2 separate regions of the Zea mays genome follow, and region 1 is linked to region 2. A link is a contact called in public Hi-C data. All regions are on one chromosome and are shown on one strand. The core of a region is the stretch at or near the end of the contact, and the rest is flanking DNA. Distances in the headings are between cores, read along the strand shown. Region 1 holds the start of LOC100273329. Region 2 holds the start of LOC103637341 (protein ROOT HAIR DEFECTIVE 3).

The links. Hi-C and Micro-C count contacts between places; a contact is called where the count stands out from the background.
Region 1: a Hi-C map of tassel shows a contact between it and region 2, with 2.9 times the contacts expected there. The contact joins the promoter of LOC100273329 here to the promoter of LOC103637341 in region 2. A contact is called at or near these places in 2 of 25 Hi-C or Micro-C datasets (leaf mesophyll and tassel).

The regions. Positions count from the first base shown.
Region 1 is chr8:142,994,927-143,001,708 of Zm-B73-REFERENCE-NAM-5.0, reverse strand. LOC100273329 reads right to left here and starts at 5,468. Exons shown (of 6, transcript NM_001147770.2): 1 at 4,779-5,468; 2 at 3,423-3,522; 3 at 3,263-3,328; 4 at 623-719. The coding sequence starts at 5,409.
Region 2 is chr8:142,730,140-142,737,841 of Zm-B73-REFERENCE-NAM-5.0, reverse strand. It overlaps LOC103637341 (protein ROOT HAIR DEFECTIVE 3), which reads left to right and starts at 3,339. Exons shown (of 23, transcript XM_008659560.3): 1 at 3,339-3,546; 2 at 4,408-4,562; 3 at 4,654-4,720; 4 at 4,833-4,935; 5 at 5,355-5,425; 6 at 5,521-5,584; 7 at 5,702-5,767; 8 at 5,862-5,909; 9 at 5,995-6,057; 10 at 6,139-6,195; 11 at 6,286-6,444; 12 at 6,523-6,591; 13 at 6,672-6,763; 14 at 7,058-7,136. The coding sequence starts at 4,415.

The DNA.
Region 1 (6,782 bases), core at 4,219-6,718, 260 kb before region 2:
GGGCCCTCGTGTAAGAGGCTGGTCATGTGGGTTGGGCCTCAAAGCACGGGTCAAGGCCCGAACCATAGGGGAGACATCCCTATGTATGAGGGGGCCAGCTCATGCTCTGATTGAGCTCTTCTTAGTGAAATACCGTGGGGCGGTCTTTCCCCACCGGCCGAGTTTTTATATTCTTGACATTACCTGCATGATTTTTGGTGATAATAGCTGGTGACAAATAGTTTAACTGGTTAGTAATTATAAACCCACACGTTGTTTTGCATGGATTAATTAGGAGAAACCAACATGAAAACTTCTGTTGGGCCTGCAGACAAGTTTGAAATAATTTCTGAACTATAGGAACAGGCAACTCATATACACTCGTGATGGTACACAAGTCCTAGCAACTCCTAGAAAATGCATCTCTAGATTCAATGGTTCAAAAAAGAAACTTATAAAGTAAAAATTAAACAAACTATGCCATCTGATTATGCACATAAGCATGACCGTAGAATCTATATACACCTTGAAGTAGAATAACAGATGGAAACATGACTTGTGTATATTAGCTAGACCATGGGGCCATATTCTGATATCTCAAAGAACAACAAAAAGAAGCAAAAGGGGGAAATATGAACCAAACCTCTGAAATAGCATGGATGGCTTGCTGTCTAGAATAATAGCGTTCAGAAAGATAGAGCTTATCAAGAACAGGCTCTAGTTCATGCTCCGAAATAAACCTGCAGAAAAGGTTTTCTCAATTGAAGAAGGGTTGAAGGTAATACAAAATTCTGTTATAAACTGCAAATATGTGCACTAGCATACCCATCATTATCTTTGTCAAGTTTGAAAAACCGATCCTTCGCAACTGTTATGTTCCCAATTTGGGAAATATCTGCATTCTCGTCATCATAACCATGTATATGGTCATGTAGCCCAGTAAAGTATTCTTCAAAGTTTAACTTTCCATCACCATCTTTATCCCTCTGCCTGGATATGGCATAATAAGGAATTTCAAACATAAACTCAAAGAAACTGAAGTGTGCTCTAATGGATAGACCTAGTCACCTAGTGCTGAAGGCCCCACATAAATGGGGTCTCGGGAAAGAATTACCGAGACAATCCTTACCCTTGTATTTTTGCAGAGAGACTGCATTGAACCTAGGACCTTTGGCTCAGTGGGAAGGTTCCTCACCACTGCGCTAGCCTATCTATAGTGCACATAAATAGTTAATGATGGAAGAATATCCAGTTATCCACCTTTAAAAACTCATTAGAGTGACACAAAAATCAATAACTTCCAAGTTTCCAGACATGATGGATCATTCAATAGGTTCTTTGGTGTTTTAATCAAAGCAACATGCTTTACTCAGGTGTGTTAGTTTCTTTTGCTTCAAGTGATTTATTTATGCCTCAAAACATCTTTATCCCTGAGAACCTAGTTTGTTCATTTCCATGGGTTCAATATAGAGATGTCTAGTTTGTAAGTTATAGAAGGTTTAGTATTGTTAGCAGAGACAATTACAGGCGCATATGGCAATGAGCCTGGTGCACATAGATAAACAGGATCATATCCCACTAATCAGGGGATGGTTGAGCGACATTGGTGCAGCAGAGGATAGTTGAGCGGCGTTGGTGATTATTGACAGCTCTGATCAACGAATTGTAAGGGGCTCTTGTGATTATCCCTACGGTAGATTCACGAAGACTAACTTAAGGGGTGTTTGGTTTCTATGGACTAATTTTTAGTCCCTCCATTTTTTCTATTTTAGTCTCTAAATTACTAAATATGGAAACTCAAACAGAGTTTTAGTTTCCGTATTTGGCAATTTAGAGACTAAAATGGAATAAAATAGAGGGACTAAAAATTAGCCCCTACAAACCAAAGTACCAAACACCCCTTTAGTGAAATGGTGGCTTGTTGGAGTGCTCTCCTAGAGCGATTGTCACGGTACCATATGTGGGCCTTGGCTTATTGCATCGATATGCATGTGAATCATCTAAGGTTAGACTCGCCGCATGAGGACGTAGGCTGCCAGCAAGCAACCAAATCTTGGGGATAAAATTGTCTCTACCTCTTACCCTGTGTGGTTAGCGCTTCGATTTACACCTGCTATTACATATTATTTTCATAATCATATTGTGAAGTATTCTCTATTACTTATTACGCTTCTGCATATAAGTATTATCTTAATTCTTATGATAAGTTTTTATTAGAGAAACTTTTATAGGCTATTCATCTCCCTCTAGCCATCTAGATCCTATCAGGGAGCAACTTAACAATATGATGATGTGGCACAACAACTGAGCTTCTTTTGCATTTTTAACTTAATAAGGGGTTTTCAACCACAACAGTAGCAGGGCAGGGTTGTTTAGTGTAAAGGGTCAAAAAAAAAACTTCTTTCAATGTGTCCGATGCAGAAACTGTTGTCCACACAGTTCAGACATGTGAACAGCAATTTTCAACATAAGACACGTAGTTGAACTTGCCTCACAGGATACTAATTAGACTGCATGTGACATAGTCAAAACGACAGGATAAGAAAGATTGCAATGGTAAGAACAAATGCTCCCCAGATTTCATAAAACATAATCAAAGATAGACAGTTTCAGCGATGTCTCTATGACCTCATGGCCCACTCATCAGTGAACCAACACCTTAGTTTTGAAGGGTTATGCCATCTTTAGTACATGTAGGGGTGGTAATGGGCTATAAACTTTACACTGCAAATTTTAAGGATCGAATCGGATTAGGGTCGGGCTCTATTCTTATTCATTTTTTAACTAATATTATTTAAGGGCCTTAACTTTTGTGAAGAGGCATTTGGATCGTGATCCATTACCACTCCTAAGTACATGTAAGTCATCTTAGTGTATGATCATGATTTTTGGTCCTTGACTTGGGCTAATGTTAGGTGGAACCTATCTAGAATTCAGATTATTAGGATGCATATTACTGCTTGTCTCTCGTGAGCAATGGAATTATTAAGTATTGCCCTGGCATATAACTAAAAAGTCGTTTCACTAATCACTAGTGGTTAAACCCTGTTGCCTGCTACAGCATGAAAATGTTAAGCCTGAAACAAATTTCACAAACATATATTTTGATGGCTCGAGGATTCAGGATTCAGGACTCTGAAGCCAATAATTGATTTGTATAAAGTTTATGTACCCTTTTAAGGCTAAACCCAAGATTAAACCACTCCAAATCCATGACACATATGCTGCTAAAATTAATGTAAAGTAGGATAGAAAATAGATGTAAAGCTGACAAAGCATGCACCTTATTTCTTGTTTGCAGAGCAAATTGATGATTTTGGGATTATCCGAATCACTTGGATTAAGGAAACTGTAAGGAAAATAAAAAGGCAGATGTCAGGAAATAATGAAGAACCATATTACTAAGAAAGTTGACGTTTGGTACTACTGAAACGAATGCTTACTCATTGAACTCAGTTTTATCAAGGAAACCATCAGCGTTTGCATCTGACGCATTGAAATGATCCTCCTTCCACCATTCGAACCCAAGCATATTGCCCTCTCCTGCAGAACATGAACCGAGCGATCAGCAAACCAACGTAGGAAAATACAGTGATAGCAGGAACCCTTTCCTTGCATTTCTACACTCATTGCTTCACGCGGAGACAACATTGCTACACTTATTGCTTCACGCACAGAGCCGGACCTGAGGGGGGTCGAGGTGGGCGGCCGCCCAGCGCCCCCAAAATGTTAGGGGCCCTCAAATATATACTTAAGTATAGTACTTAGTTATTTAATAAACTCAAATGGTGTTAGCTTGGTTAGCCCAACCGTCTAATGCTACGACCTATGGATGGCAACGGGTATATATCCATTGGGTAGTAGCATTCCATACTTGTACCTATAAAACAATTCTACCCGTTGGATTATCCATATATATACACGGGTATAGAGTTTTACCCATACCCATATCCACACAGATAATTTTACTAACGTGTATGGGTAGTACTCAATACTCATTAACATACCCATGGGTAAAGAAATCATCCCATACTCTCCTTATAATTAGGTAAAATCCGTCGAGTATTCGAGTTTTGGGTACCCATTGTTAGGGGTGGTAACGGGCCATTTAGTTTAGCCTAGCAAATTTAAGGATCGAGTCAAGTTAGGGTCGGATTATAAAACAATACAATTTTGAACTAACAAAATTAAGGGCTTTGTTGATTTGTGAAGCAAGTATTAGGGTCATGATCCATTACCACCCCTACCCATTGTCATCCCTACTATGACCTGCTATCCTCCTCACTCCTTATAATTAGGTAAAATCCGTCGAGTATTCGAGTTTTGGGTACCCATTGTCATCCCTACTATGACCTACTATCCTCCTCACGTAAACGGGCAACCCAGCCTCTACCATCTTGCTCACGTAACGTAAGCCGGAAATGGTTACTGGCCTGCTCACGTAAACCAGTTCCCAAATCAGGACTCAGAATATAATACATCTAGAAAACCTAATTCTTGTCGCCAGTGCCACCACCACGTCGACAAAGGACTGGACAATCTAGATAGGACTGCAAACGCCGGGACACGCTATCGACGATCGACCTTTGCACGTACGTGTACACGTATACCATAGGCAGGAGTAGCTAATTGCGTTTAATGTGTGGTCCATCAAAGTGTGTTTACATATATAGATGTCAAAAGGGTACATATATAGAGGTCAAAAGGGCCTCTATATAAGCTTTTGTCCAGGGCTCCTAAAATCTCAGGCACGGCCCTGTTCACGCAGAAACAAAAGTAGAGTATTTTGGCAATGTTACCATGGGATTCTTGGCGCAGAGCATTGAAGGCTTCGAATGAGACTATCTCATCGCCGTTCTTGTTGTAGAGCTCCATCTCCCTGGCGGAGCGGTGGTGCTGGTCAGCCCTGGCCTGCTGGAGGTTCCAGGCGGTGAGCTCGTCGAGGGAGACGAATCCGTCCTGCGGGGCGACGTCGATCTTGGGGAAGAGCGCGCGGATACGGTCGGCGATGTTGAATCGGTCGTCGTCGTTGATGAAGTCCTCCTCCTCCTTGAGGAACTCCTCCCACTCCTTCATATGGTCATCCGGCTCGCCGCCGTGGAGGAGGCTGTAGTGCTCGCGCTCCCACTCCTTGTCGTCCAGCCGACGCTCCAGCTCGGCGATGGTCGGGTCGAAGGAGGCCGCATGGTGGTTTTGGTGCTGCGTCTTCTGTTGCCCCCCGTTCCCACCGGAGGAAGCGTCGGATGGTAAGGAGCTCTTTGGGTGGAGCTTGAGGCGGCGGTGGAGGCTGCGGCCGTGGGCGTGGGGCTGGAGGCGGGGCGAGTAGGAGGCGAGGAGAAGCAGCAGGATCAAGCCGCACACTACGTAGAGGAGGAGAACGGTGACATGAGACTTCCGCCCCGCCGAGGCCGCTGCCGGCGCCGGTGCCATCGCCGGCAAGGGGCGGAGATGGAGGAACGGGTGGGTGAGGTCCGTTTGCGGGTCCGAGATTTGGACCCGTTTAACCAGTACTCCCCCAGGAGGTGCGATTTGCAAGCAGCCATGCGTGTCCGACTGTCCGAGACGGCCCGAAGAAGTGACACGCATTTTCACAGATTTTTTTTCAGTATAGGGGGCCGAGGGTCCTCCACCAAAGGCATTTTCACAGTAAACTTTTTTTTTGAACAAAGTCATTTTCACAGTAAACTGAGACATCCTTTATGTCAACATCTTTTTTAAAATCCTACGGTTTTCCTATATTTTTAAACTAATGCTTCCACTGACCTCAAATACAGCACCCCAAGGGTGAGCCTCTACGCAAAACTTAGAAGACACGCGGGACCAATTCGATGAAGTCTACAATGTAGCACTCTTGCGGTCGGCAAGGTACCAGCAAGCACTGTGAAGGTACCACGGCTGTCGCGTTCGAAAAAGGATTTTGCAAGTAGAAGACTTGGTACTCTGGCAAGTCCAGACTAACAAAGACCGATACAAACCGTCTCTACCATGGAAGGGGTCATTCATAGTTGGAGAGGTACTTCGATCAGACATCTACAAGCTGAAGGACAAGAAGGGGAGGACGCTTCCCAACACATGGAACATCGAGCAACTGCGTCAATTCTATCCATATCAAGACTTCGACGCTCCTAAACCAACCTACTCCTGACCCTAGGCTGGATGCCTTAAGGGCTCAGGAGCGAGAGGGGGAGGGGAGCAGTACCTAAGAACTAGCCTCTCTTGCTAACAATTTTTTGTCCTTCCAGTCGGTGTGACATTTATACCCTTCTGAGCAAACACAGACACGCTAATACCTCTTTGTTGTCTGCCCGGCTAATGCAGGGTCTCGAGAAATTCAAAGGGAGCCAGAACCGACCGAGCCACCCTTCGAGAACGCCCTGACCTAAATTACTAGACGAATGCCAAGGGATCGCTTTCCGGCAAGGACCCGAACACGTTCACGGACGTCAAGGGATCGCTTTCCGGTAAGGACCCAAACTCGTTCAAATTCCTTTAGCAGGGTCCAAAGAGTGAAAAAAACTCACAACAAGACAACCATGAATTCTGGAGTTCGAAGACCGAGCCACGAAGGGCTCGCGGTCGCTCCGGCGAAAATTGGGTAAGGGGCAGCCCAAGATGGGCACACTAGCGGCCAAGACCCTAACATATGAAACATTGAGGGTGTCACCAGCTCATGTTTGAGTCCTAGGAGAATCTGACTCATGGTTTATCACGAATAGAGGCAGCGATCCATTGGTTCCAGTCGAACGGAATCGACAACTATATGAGTCGGTGTGACGTTCGCAGCAACGTCGAAATCACCCAGT
Region 2 (7,702 bases), core at 2,090-4,589:
TATGTTGCCGCAGGACAGTGTTGCGCGCAACTACTTTGGATGAGGCAAACCCTTAGGGACTTTGGCTACAATCTGAGCAAAGTCCCACTCCTATGTGATAATGAGAGTGCTATCCGCATGGCGGATAATCCTGTTGAACACAGCCGCACAAAGCACATAGACATCCGACATCACTTTTTGAGAGACCACCAGCAAAAGGGAGATATCGAAGTGTTTCATGTTAGCTCCGAGAACCAGCTAGCCGATATCTTTACCAAACCTTTAGATGAGCAGACCTTTTGCAAGTTGCGTAGTGAGCTAAATGTCTTAGATTCGCGGAACTTGGATTGATTTATAGCATACATGTGTTTATGCCTTTGATCATGTTTCTTATGCATTTTGTTGCTTACTTGTGGTGCTCAAGTTGTACAAACATTCCCCGGACCTCACAAGTCCGTTGCAAAGGAATGCACATATTTAGGGGGAGATGTGTTACAACTTGACCCTTTGAGACTAACCGTGTGCTTGAGTTTATTTGTTTTAGTCTCAAAGGAGGTTTGAAAGGGAAAAGGTGGACTTGGACCATGAAAGACTTCCACTGCACTCCGATGAGAGGGTAACTTATTCCAAGTTCATCTCATGTACTCTTAGTGCCTTTATATTCTTATTGAAGATTTTGGTGAGGCAATGGGGTTCTAGGGCCAAGATTGATCCCGTTTTGGTGCTTGATGCCAAAGGGGGAGAAAATAAAGGCCAAAGCAATAAATGGATCAGCTACCACTTGAGAATTTTGAAAATAATAGAATAGAGATTTTGTTTTGTCAAAATACTCTTATTGGCTCTTTTTGTCAAAAGTTGGCTTCTTGTGGGGAGAAGTGTTGATTATGGGAAAATGGGGAGTTTTTGAAATCTTGAATCAATTTCTCTTGGAACGATTCTCTTTATGTCTTAACAAGTGTGTTTGACTTAGAGATAGAAATGTGAGTTTGATTTGCAAAAACAAACCAAGTGGTGGCAAAGAGTGATCCATATATGCCAAATATGAATCAAAACAAATTTGAGTTTTCATTTGCATTAATATTGCACTTGTTCTAGTTGCTTTATGTTGTGTTGGCATAAATCACCAAAAAGGGGGAGATTGAAAGGGAAATGTGCCCTTGGGCCATTTCTAAGTATTTTGGTGATTGAGTGCCAACACAAGTGCTTTTGTGTTAATCTATGCAAAGTGGTGGACAAAGTGCAAATCATGTCAAAAGGTGTGTTTCTAGACTTAGTACATTGTTTTATGGACTAATGTATTGTGTCTAAGTGCTGGAAACAGGAGAAAACAAAATGGAAAGAGATTGCCTTGTTTCAGCCATAGCCAGCACTGTCTGGGTGCACCGGACTGTCCGGTGGTGCACCGGACAGTGTCCGGTGTGCCAGGCTGGCTCAGGCGAACTTGGCGCTCTCGGGAATAAATTGGCGGCGTACGGCTATAATTCACCGGACTGTCCGGTGTGCACCGGACTGTCCGGTGAGCCAACGGTCGGCCGGGCCAACGGTCGGCTGCGCGATCTGCGCGAGACACGTGGCCGAGCCAACGGTCGGGAGGGGGCACCGGACTGTCCGGTGTGCACCGGACAGTGTCCGGTGCGCCAACGGCTCTCAGGCGCCAACGGTCGGCTTCGCCAGGAAAGGAAAGAAATCCGCACCGGACTGTCCGGTGCGCCAGGCGACAGAAGGCAAGATTTGCCTTCCTGGAATGCTCTCAACGGCTCCTAGCTGCCTTGGGGCTATAAAAGGGACCCCTAGGCGCATGGAGGAGTACACCAAGCATCCTCTAAGCATTCCTAAGCACTAAGACATCGATTCCGCGCCTTTGATTCTTTGCGATAGCAATTAGAGCTCTAGTTGAGTTGTGAACTCATTGAGTTGTGTTGTGAGCTCTTGTTGCGATTTGTGTGCGTGGTGTTGCTGTGATCTTTGTGTCTTGAGTGTGTTGCTCATCCCTCCCTTACTCCGTGCTTCTTTGTGAACTTCAAGTGTAAGGGCGAGAGACTCCAAAGTGTGGAGATTCCTCGCAAACGGGATATAGTAAAGCAAGCAAAACACCGTGGTATTCAAGTGGATCTTTGGATCGCTTGAGAGGGGTTGATTGCAACCCTCGTCCGTTGGGACGCCACAACGTGGAGTAGGCAATCGTTGGTCTTAGCCGAACCATGGGATAAACCACTGTGCCATCTCTGTGATTGATCTCTTGTGGTTATTGTGTTTTGTTGAGACTCCTCTCTAGCCACTTGGTATTATTTGTGCTAACTCCTAATCAAGTTTTGTGAGTTAAAATTCAAGTTTTATAGGATCACCTATTCACCCCCCTCTAGGTGCTCTCACCCTCCTGGGTATCTTACTTGCCGTCATCCCTAGTTACATGTTTAGGCCCCTTGGGAACACAGAAATATGAAAACACAAGATTAGGGTTAGCTATGAAATACAATCCTATAAGAAGGAAGAATTCAAGAATATTTCTCACCTAACCTTTGGATGTTACGCAGGAATTTGAATTGAGAGACATGAGCCATACAGAAGTTTCCAAGAGGTTGGTCCTCTTGTTTTCTCTCTCCAAAACTTGTATGGAGGAAAGAAATTCAAAGGAATTTTAAGGCTTATATAGAAAATGTTCCTGTAGAGAAACCCTTAAAAATCTTGATATTTTCTTTGTTCCAAAGGAGCTTTTAGGGGTGTTTGGTTTCTCTTACTAAAGTTTACGTTTGGTTTGTATCACATTGGACATTTGAATGTCAATTATGCGTATTAAATATATTCAAATTATAAGACTAATTACATATATGAAGATAAATGTCTAGACGAATTTATTAAATCTAAATGGTATATGGCTATCAAATGTTTACTGTAGCATCACGTGGACGAATCATGAACTAATTTAGCTTAATAGATTTATCTTATTGTTTACTCCTCATCTTTATAATTAGTTTTATAATTTGACTCTATCTAATGATTCTAACTAATATCTAAACATCCGATATGGTATTAAACACCACCTTAGAGCATCTCCAACAATGTCTTAAATCAGTGTCTTATCTTAAAATATAGGGCTCAACACATAAAAACACAGCTCCAACAATGTATATCTTACAAAATTTTATCAAATAAATATAAGTCACAACATCAAGTGACCCAAATATACTACACCTTAGACTAGTGCCCTATTCTTATTTTCTAATTTTTAACACTTTCTTTTCTCATAATGTAATTTAATTACTAAAATACATGATTTAGGCACTAAATAATATAGTATTTTAATTTTTAGGACATTAGTTTGCGTCATTTTAAGCCTTGTTGGGTTGCACACTCAAGCCCTTACGGCCTTACTTGTTACCCATACCCCATGCTCTTCTGCTTTTCGAAAATTACAATCACCCACCTTCCAATAAAAGCGCACACGCCTTCGTGCACCTCCCCGGTCTCTCCCCCTTTCCTCTCCCTTCCCCCTTCCCCCGCCTCCGCCATCGCCGACGCCGACCCCCACACCGGCCGACGCGCGAGCCCCGGCACCATCTTCACACGGTCCGTGTCCCTTCTCCCCTCTTTCCCCGATCAGATTGAATTTTCTTGCCTTCCTCCCGTCCGCGCCTGGTGCCTATCTACCTGTGCTGCAGGCCTCCCTGGACGCCGCCGGCGCAGGGGTGGAGATCCGTCCCAAACTTTCTCTGGTTGTGTTGGTTAGGACGCCCTAGTTTTCTTGCTTGTTTTGGTCTGCAGAAACTTCTCGCTGTGAACCCTCAAATCCAAATCTCCCTTCCTGGGATGGACGATGGATCCCTCGGCTTGTGGCAGATTTGCTTGTGCGCTTTGTAGAACAAGTATTTACTTTCCCCATGACCAGATTCTCGAGGGGTTCAGCTGAGCTCCACGCTCTCGTGGTAACCCGACGCTGATACTGTACCCTGTGCGATCTTTAGTAATAATTGCAGTATTCAGCCGTAGATGACCTAAGGAGAAGCGTAGTTAGCGCAGATATCCATCAATTTGCACCCTTTGTACAGTAACATTGCTGTTATGCAGTTTCTACCCAATTTAATACTGCTGATCTCTACCGGAATTCTGAGGCATGGGCCACAAAACAAAGGTCCATCGAGTTGGTTTTTGTATGGTGTACACAAAAATCTGCCAATAATTATTTGATCGTGCAGTATGAAAAGTACCTGATTATTCACCAGTACAGTCTGATAGCCTTCTCCTTAAAAGTCCAATATATTTCTTCTTGTGCTGATATTATTCACTAAGGACTTACGCTAATCAACTATTTTCAATTTTATTTTGGGGGGAAATGCTGGAAGCAGGCGAATGCTGCAATCATATTGCTTTTAATTCGTTTTTTCCTTCTGATTTTGGATGTGGTGGTTTATTCATTTTTGAATTCTGCAGAGCATAAATGGGTGATGCGTGTTTCTCAACACAGCTAATTGATGGAGATGGGATCTTCAACGTCTCCGGATTGGAGAACTTCATGAAGGATGTCAGATTGGGTGAATGCGGGCTGTCCTATGCTGTTGTATCAATAATGGGCCCGCAAAGTAGTGGTATGGTGTCTCTCTTTTCCGTTGTTTTGATTCTGTTCACTGCATGCTTCCTTTGTCTGATTACACCATGGTTTCTCTCATTTTCTTGTAGGGAAAAGTACACTTTTGAATCATCTTTTTGGCACCAATTTTAGGGAGATGGATGCCTTCAGAGGAAGGCATGTTTCTAGTCCCTTCTGATTTATCTTCCATTTCTCATTACAAGCCTTCTTGGCTCTGGTGCAGCCTGTTCTTCTTTACCTTATTTAGTATTTTTTTTGATACCATCAGGTCACAGACTACCAAAGGTATATGGCTAGCGAAGGCCCAGAATATTGAACCGTGCACCCTTGTAATGGATTTGGAAGGAACTGATGGAAGAGAGAGGGGAGAGGTAATAAAACTAGCATACCTCCAATTTTGATGTGGTTTGGTTTTGATGTGGTGCTACTGGTGTCAGAGAGACCATATGCTTAATTGTACTTGTTCCTATAAGTTTTTTTCCTTATATTATAAATCTGAAACAAAGTTTCTTTGATATCCCAAGTATCTTCTGCATCCTGAACTTTGCTGTGGCATATTGTATAGTGGAGCCTCTTAATTACTCTCTATTAATTTAAAATTATTAATTTATTATTAATTTATTATAGTGGAGCCTCATATTGTTGAGTAAGCCTCATCTCATCTTGTAATAAGTTGAATTTTGCTGAAACTGATCCTTCCCAAAATTACATTTTGTGTTATGGAGCTAATACTCCACATTATACTGAATTGTTGATGCATAATTGATAATTCATACGCATGATATTTCAGGATGATACAGCATTTGAGAAGCAAAGTGCATTGTTTGCTTTGGCCGTTTCGGACATTGTGTTGATTAATATGTAAGTTTGTTTAGTGAAGCGATCGTTGTTGGACTTGGAATCTTGGACCTATTATCCCCTTGTGCAACTCAAAATTCTTTTGTTTTCCTGTATAGGTGGTGTCATGACATTGGCAGAGAACAGGCTGCAAACAAGCCTCTTTTGAAGACTGTTTTCCAGGCAAGTTGTTTATGAGTTTTATTTTGATGCAACTTTTTTGACCATATTTTGTCTATTCTGGATGTGAATTAGCATTTGAGGTATTTACCTTGGGATTTTCTTTCTTCATATGTGTAGGTCATGATGAGGTTGTTCAGTCCTCGCAAAACAACATTGTTGTTTGTTATACGTGACAAATCAAGGGTAAGGGCTTGCTTGTTACATGTGAACAATCTACTTTCCTTTTCACATTTGATTTCTTGTATACTAACTATTGGCTCCTTTTGGTTTCTTGCAGACACCCCTAGAAAATCTTGAGCCAATTCTAAGGGAAGACATTCAGAAGGTATGTGTTTTGTTGATACCCTGTTTTCTTTTGAGACATTTGTGTTTTTGTGGCCTATAATAAGCTGTATACATTTTTGCTGCAGATATGGGATGCTGTTCCGAAACCCCATGCCCATAAAGAAACTCCAATTAGTGAATTTTTCGATGTAAAAATCATGACTTAACCTTTCTTCGACACATGTTTTATACTGAAGTTCGCTAAAAGTTCATTTAATTTTCACATCCAGGTTCAAGTTGTCGCACTGTCGAGTTATGAAGAAAAAGAAGAGTTATTCAAACAGCAGGTTGGTGTATATGAAATGTAAATTGTGAAAAGTATGCTCCTTGCAGATTTTGCTGGGATTATTTTTAATTGTAAACAATTCTCTCTGTAGGTTTCTGATTTAAGAGATAGGTTTCAGCATTCAATTGCCCCTGGTGGACTTGCTGGGGATCGTCGTGGTGTTGTCCCAGCTTCAGGTTTCTCATTTAGTTCCCAGCAATTTTGGAAAGTCATCAAGGAGAACAAAGATCTTGATTTGCCTGCTCATAAAGTGAGTACCATCCATTGTTTTCCAATTTAAGCTATCAACATAATATACCTTAACTTTTTTTTTTATGCTTCACTTCAGGTTATGGTGGCTACTGTACGTTGTGAGGAAATTGGTAATGAGAAAGTTACCAGCTTTATAGCTGATGAGGTGATTACAATACATATCATACATGATTTGTGGATCATAGATTCCTTCAAGAACTGATTCTATATGATTTCTGTGTGAAGGAATGGCAACAATTTGAGGAGGCTGTCCAACATGACTTTGTTACTGGGTTTGGGAAGAAGCTCAGCAGCCTTCTGGATAGATGTTTATCAGAGTGAGTTTATTGGTTGTCTTCTGAGTACTCTGTTATTTTTCTTCTCATGGGATCCCCATGATTTAGATGATGTTTTTGACTCCTTACAAGTCTATTCAAGATAAATACTCCCATTTGTCTTTAGAACTCTTGGAACCAACAATACCTGCAAAGCAGCTGAGTGTAGGCTAGTAGGCTATCCATTTGTTGTAGATAAATTATGCGTTTTACGCGCACAATTCTTGGCATAAATATTGAAGGTATCCGGGAAAAAAGATTCATTCCTTTTATGATGATTTTGTTCTTTGGTCACAGGTATGACATGGAGGCTATTTATTTTGATGAAGGTGTCAGAAGCTCGAAAAGACAACAACTTGAGTCTAAACTGTTACAGGTTCGGTCGTACTTTTGAACTATTGTATCTCAAGTACATTTGATCCATCGTATGAGTTTTGAAATAAATTGTACTTATCCACACTTGCTTCACTTACTTTTATTTATGAAATTCTCATGTACAAATACACACTCCATCTGTTTATGAATGTATGTCATTTTGGATGTGAATAGTCTTCATGGGGTGACATTTGCTACTACTAGCACTATATGCTGGTGAACACTGCAAATAATGTATGATGAGAGTATCGTTTTGATGATGAACATATTCATATTACTTCCATTTGGCCAATCTCGGTTATTATTCATATGTTGTAGCCAAAGTTTGAACTTCTCGCTGACATGTGTGACTGTGTCCAAATCAACATACATATAAACTGAGTTCAAGAGTTAGCATAGGTATTTATGGTGTGACTCATGTATCTGTCCACTGTCATAAACAAAACTATAAATCTGGGATTTAATCTTGGGAGCAAATAGTGATGTACACTTGTTAGTACCATGTTTTGTAACTGGTTAGTGGAAGAGTGGGAACTTTTTATCTAAGTTAGTAGTACCCACTATGTT